Regions from separate parts of the Sus scrofa genome. Here region 1 is linked to region 2. Evidence: chromatin contacts called from public Hi-C data. All regions are on one chromosome and are shown on one strand. The core of a region is the stretch at or near the end of the contact, and the rest is flanking DNA. Distances in the headings are between cores, read along the strand shown. Region 1 overlaps AUTS2 (AUTS2, activator of transcription and developmental regulator). Region 2 overlaps AUTS2 (AUTS2, activator of transcription and developmental regulator).

What was found. A called contact is a pair of places that touch in the nucleus more often than the background predicts.
Region 1: a Hi-C map of embryonic fibroblasts shows a contact between it and region 2, with 3 times the contacts expected there. The contact joins two enhancer-like sites. A contact is called at or near these places in 3 of 47 Hi-C or Micro-C datasets (embryonic fibroblasts and fibroblasts).

Annotation. Positions count from the first base shown.
Region 1 is chr3:14,700,122-14,702,969 of Sscrofa11.1, forward strand. The region is part of intron 5 of AUTS2 (AUTS2, activator of transcription and developmental regulator); the gene reads left to right. Among named protein-coding and RNA genes, the nearest start is that of GALNT17, 320 kb to the right of the region's middle. Within about 2 kb of position 1,575, at least 47 of the 83 cell types and tissues checked have an H3K27ac peak or open chromatin away from gene starts, as enhancers often do. A contact at or near this core is called in embryonic fibroblasts, where this site is marked.
Region 2 is chr3:14,379,746-14,383,031 of Sscrofa11.1, forward strand. The region is part of intron 4 of AUTS2 (AUTS2, activator of transcription and developmental regulator); the gene reads left to right. Among named protein-coding and RNA genes, the nearest start is that of GALNT17, 640 kb to the right of the region's middle. Within about 2 kb of position 1,651, at least 9 of the 83 cell types and tissues checked have an H3K27ac peak or open chromatin away from gene starts, as enhancers often do. A contact at or near this core is called in embryonic fibroblasts, where this site is marked.

The sequences.
Region 1 (2,848 bases), core at 325-2,824, 320 kb after region 2:
CCAGATGTTTGCGGGGGGGGGGGTGTCTCCTTGCCCCCAGGTATGGCCTGGTACTCTTGCAGGGCCTCTGTGGTTGGGGTAGTAGCGTAAGGAGGCCAGAATTCTGGCCAGGGGCCCACCAGACTGGACAGAAGGGAGCTTTGGCGCTCTGGTTGCCCGTGTGTTGCTCAGGGGCATCCACTAGGGGCCAAGTTTGTGGTCATTGAGCACCTCCGCCCTCCCCGCCACCCCTTTCGGGCAGGCGCTACACAGGGCGCTAGAGAACACATGACGGTAAATGTTAGGATGATAGTAATTGTGCATTCAGTGAGGCTGTGGCTTTGCTTTAATCCTTTCCCTGCATCTGGCGGTCACAACCAGCGCCACATTTGTGGATGGAAGGTGTATAAATGACAGTGGATTTGAGGACTAAGGGGAGGGGCACTTGTAACGGCCACTTCATGCGCTGGTATCCTTGAGCCGCTGTGTTCAGCCTTTGACCAGGCGGGGATAAGGTTGGATTAAGTACTTTCTTCGAATACTAGACTCTGGCTGCGCACCCCCCCCCCGCCTCCATTTTCAACAATGTACTTATTGAACACCTACTATGTGCCAGGTGGTTTCCATAACTTACTTTCTCATTTCTCATCACAACTACCCTGAGAGCTGGCTCTCTGCAGATGTGACTGGCCTAGTGGCAATACAGCCCCAGCCTGTGGGCCTAGTGGCCTTTCCCTGCCGCGGCGCAGTCGTGGAAGCCGCAGCTGCGGGGAGGACACGGCAGTGCCCGCCGCGCCCGCCCGCCGGGAAGGCGGCCGTGGGGACCTCGGGCCCGAGCCGCGGGGGTGGGAGGGGGAAGCGACAGCTGTCGAGGCCGAGCCCGGGGACTGCGCCCCCGCGGGGCCGACCCGGCGCCGGGGCCGAGAGGAGGGGCGGCGAGGGGCGGGGCGCGCGGGGCGGGACGGAGGAGGGGCGGCGGCACCGGCGGCTCGGGCTCGGCGCGCCGAGGAAGTCCCGCTCCGAGAGCTGCGAGCGTCTGGAGGAGGCGCGCTCGGCGCAGTCGGGGAGCGAAGTCCGGAGCGAGGGGCCCCTGTGCCGCCGCCGCCCCCTCCCGCCACCCGTCCAGCCAGGGAACCCGCGGCGCCGGCGGCCGATGGAGTTTACTTGAGCGGCGAGCCGGCGGGAGAGGCAGGCGCCCGCGAGCGGAGCGCGGGCCGGAGCCGAGCCAGCCCTAGGCGCTGCCCGTCCGCCCGCGAGCTCCGGCCGGGAGGCGCCGCCGGCCCCGCGTAGCCCGCCCGGCGCCCCGGCCGCTGCAGCGCCGCCCGCGCCGCGCGCCAGTGAGATCGGCTCCGAATAAAGACTCCCAGAGCGTCTCCTCCAGCGCCGCGGCGGTGGCGGCGGGACCGGGACCGGGACTGGTCGGCCCGCGGTGCTGCTGGAGAGGCGGGAGCGGCAGTCGGGGAGCCCGAGGCGGCCGCCGGGGAGAAGCCGCCGCCGCCGCCGCCGCCGCCGCCGCGCGCCCTCCTCCTCCTCCTCCCTCTCCCTCCTCCCCTCCGCACATGGTCTCCTTTGTCCTGTCGCCGCCGCCGCCTCGCTCTTAGCTCCGCGCGCCGCGGCCGCGGCTCGGGCCGCTCCTCTCCGCCTCGCCCGCTCGCCGGCCCGCCCGGGACGCCCCTCCGGTCCCCGCCGTGCCCCGCGGCCCCGCGCGCCGCCGGAGCCGCCCGGAGGCAGCGGGCGAGCGCCGGCTGGGCGCTCCCTCCCGGCCGCCCGCCCGTCGCCGCCGCCCGCTTGGCCTCGGCCGCGCTGGATGTGTGCAGGCGCTGGCGCTCGGCCGCCCCGGAGCTGCCGCCCGTACGGATTTGGTTGGCGTGCCTCCGCTTTCAGACTTTCACCTGGAAAGGAGAGACTCGCGCGGACGGAGCCCGGTCGGAGTTGGGCGTTTTCTCTTCGTGTGTTTGGCTGGCTTTCCCCCTGGTCTCTGACGATCCCCCATCGTGAGCCTTGCTCTGGAACCAAACCATGAACTTGGGGCTGACAGGACTGCTTAACCCTTTACGACCAGGTAATGCAGCCCCGGGGGCGCGGCTCCCTCGCTTGCCGCCGGTGGTCGGGAGGGAGCGGCGGGCCGGGGGTCTTTTGTTGCGGCGGCCGGGCCGGCGGGCAGGGGTGGCAGGGGCGAGCTCCTCGCGTCTGGCGCGCCCGAACCCCCCGCCGCCACCCCTCCTCCCTCCCGCCGCCCGCCCTCCCTCCGCGGCCCGGTCGCCCGCCTTTGTACTTTCCTCCCCTGGCCCGCCGGGCTCCGGCGGGGAGCGGCGGCGCGAGCGGCCGGAGCTACGCGGTCGTGCCCGGGGACCGGAGCCGCCCCGAGGGGCTGCGCCTGCCTCCGGCCGGGGCCTGGCACCCGCTCGGGCTAGAGCTCTGGGCGCTGCGCTCGCTACCGGTGCCGGGGGTAGCGCTTCCCCGCGCAGAGGTCGGGATCCTGGCCCGCACGCGCGGTGCCCAGGGAAGCGAAAGGAGAGCTGGGCTGGGATCGCGGCCGCTGGGCAAAGAACTCGCACCCAAGTTTCGGGGAGGTTTCTCTTTTCTGGTTGCAAAGCCCCTCCGGGTGCGGGTGCGGGTGCGGAGGGCCGTCCGCGGGGTCCGCGAGCGAAGGGAATGAAGGTGGACCTTTAACAGGAGAGGCTGCGTCCCACCCCTGTCTGCTCCTCCGAAGGCTTTTATTCGTTTTCCTCATTCTCCGTGTTCCTTCCTTCAATCTCTTTGACTTATTTAACTTTTCTTTAAACACCAACTACGGCGTCTAGCAATTTTTCAGTATTAACCCCCCCCCCATAAAAAACAGCCAAGAGGGAGCTTTGTTTTTCTATCC
Region 2 (3,286 bases), core at 401-2,900:
TCACATTATCAGGCTCCATCATAAGTGACTAGACATAGATACCAGTGCTACACAGCATGATCTCATTGCTCATCCATTCCAAATGCAATAGTCTGTATCTATGAACCCCAAGCAACCCCATCCACCCCTCCCCCTCCCCCTTGGCAAACACAAGTCTATTCTCTAAGTCCATGATTTTCTTTTCTATGGAGAGGATCATTTGTGCCATATATTAGATTCCAGATATAAGGGGTATCATATGGTATTTGTCTTTCTCTTTCTGACTTACTTCACTCAGTATGAGAGTCTCTAGTTCCATCCATGTTGCTGCAAATGGCATTATTTTGTTCTTTTTATGACTAAGTAGTATTCCATTGTATTTCTAAGATGCAAAGGGTTGTTGAAACTCGTTCTCCTTCCAAATTTAAGTATGGTGCTTGACATTCTAAAATGAGGTTATCTGGACCCAAATTCCAATAAGAGATTAATACAGTAAGTTTTCTCTATTGTGCTAACGTTACTTAGATTTTTAAAAGTGGAAATTCAGACTTGGGTGTGGAAGTGATAGTCCTTAAAGTATTTGAAGGTCTTTGTAGGCATATTGTAAGTTGGGCCTTTTTTTGGGGGGGGCCCATAATTTTAATGATTTTGATTTTGAGCTTTAAATAAAAAGTTCAGTTAGTCTGTCTCTGTCTAAAAAACAGTGGTTAATACTGTTTATTTTATAAATGAGACACTTGACTCTCCGAAAGAAAACCCTTTAGGGAAGGGTGCCAATATTGGCTTTTAAAGGGAAGAAAGGAAAATTAAGCACATATCTTGAAATGGGTCCTTGGCGATCTATTCTTCTCTTTATCTCAAGTGATGGCAGTATTAGAAGTGCACATTTGTAAAACTTCAGATCCCACTCAGTGGTACCTGTTTCCCCCGCACAACTTATTCAAAGAAAACTGGATGTAGGGAGTCATTTTGCCTGATTTTGAGTCTTAGGAATGGTTTTTCTCCTTTCCTTTTCTTCCACCATTGACTTCATTTCCCTGGCTCACTCTCCAGCGAGACAAAGGAGGGAGCCAAGCCAGGACAAGTGAGTTGCCACTTGGAATGTTTCTTCTCCCTAAAGGCTGTGTCTGTGAAGGGCTCATAGTCACCAGTGGACTCTGAACTTCTCTTTTCTGGAGTCTCAGGCTGGCTTTCAGGATGGGCAGTATGTTTGCTCTCCAAAATAGTCCTCCCATCCCCCGAGACATCAATCTCTTCCCCAAACCGGCCTTGGCCTTACTGCATTTTCAGTGCCCTCCTGTTTGTTACTTCTCATTCCCACTGGGGGGAAAATATGGGTATATAGCAGATTTGTTTAATATTACCATCAACTAACCCTCCGTGCAAATAAAGATCCATGAAAATCAAGCCAGATAACAGTGTTAAGGCAAACTAGTTAGACTGTGTTTTTTGATCCAATGTTCCTTGCTTCTTATGCCTCAGCCTCTTTTCCTTTAAGCCTCGTCCTGATCTGTGGGCCTGTGCTTATGGCCATGGCTGTTTTCCAGAGCATTCCTGGGCTGCTCCAGTCTTCAGGCTCCTGTCTAAATAATGACTAGGTTCCTGAGGTGTCATCACCACCCCCTGAAGAATCTGACACCCTTTGAAATGTGCAGTCACACCTGCAAAGGGCTGAATCATACAGTCCAAGGAGGTCAGTCATCCACCAAAGAAGTAAGGCTGGTGCTAACATAAAGGGGAGAAGAGGCCCAAGTGAGCCAACTCAGCATAACCTGCATGCTCCCTGCTTGACTCATTGCCCATCGGAGTTAATAGGATTCGGTCCTGCCTGAGCTCTTTCAGCTCTGGAAGCTTCAGAATGAAGATTGCTGAAATTAGAGAACTTTAAGAGGACTATATATGTGTGTATATATATATAGATATACATACACACACACACATACATACATACATATATATGTACATTTTTCTTTACATAGACACATGCGTGTATACATGTAAGTGTATATTGATATATGCCTAAACAAATAAAACATATGTTCATGCATGCACTCATGCACACCCACACACCCTGAAAGAATTCTAATTTAGGGTAGATTTAACCTTCTGACAATTCAAAGGGAAAAGTTAGAGCCTATGAAGTGATTATTATGGAAACCCAACTGAGCCTTTCCTGGAAATGCGGGAACCACAAAAATTTTTTAGCATTTGAAAAGATGACAAATGCTGATTTATGCAGACCTCAGGATTCCATTCCTAGGGCTCTGTCATTTATTACTTCCATCAGCAAGAATGGTTTCTTTTAACAGCAGATTAAGTGTTTACACTGATGACAATTAAGGATGGTGAAATAATTCCAATAAAGCAAAAACCAGACCAGCATGGGGAGTAAAGCTAGTCAGTCCTCAAATCTCTCTCTCCTCGCTCTCCTTTCTCCTGTTTCTTTCTTTTCTCTACCTGGTTTCTCCCTTCGCTCCCTTTCCAGCCTTCTTTCCTTGTCTGGGAAGGCTGAGCAGAATCAAACAACACAGCTCATGGAGATGCTGTCTCAGATAAGAATTCAAATCCAGAAATACCATACTAGGAACTAATTTTAAAATATTTCTTTCCAGGGAAAGTAAAACGTTCCTTGTCATCTTAAGAAATAAGCATGCTCTTTGGTATTCCAGGCCAGGAAAATTCACTTTAAGAAGTTGGAGTACTTGTCTTTACATGTGACGGGATAGTAGCTCTTTCTCTGATTTTTCTTTTTTCAATCAGAAAGAAAGGTTTGGCGTTTCTTTTTTTATAGGAAGACAATTGTCAACATTCTGGATTCCAAAACAGTGAAATCCTAAGTCTTAGGTAAAATATCCCTGAACAGATTATTCTGAATGTTTTGTATAGCTCCTGATTCTATTAATTTAACACTTATTCAGTGATACTTAAAGAACGTTTTCCCAGAACTCTACAGGGTATGGAAACATGGACATCCACACCCGTAAGCTGCAGTGGTGTCACCTGCAAGAAGGTGTCCCCTGTTAGGTCGGAGAGAGGCAGGTACTTCAAGAAAGATTATCTCCATAACTCTGAGACCAGTTAGCCCCATTTAGAACCAAAGGGACAGAGACTCTGGGATACGTGATGTCTCAGTCTTTTCCTAGCTATTTGTATAATTTTGTTGTTGCTGTTAATACACAGGTGATAATCTAGGACATTTTTTAAAATTATTTATCCCCCTGATAATCTAATAGGACTTTTTTACTTGTTTCTCCCCCTGATATATATATATATATATGTATATATGTATGTGTGTGTGTGTGTGTGT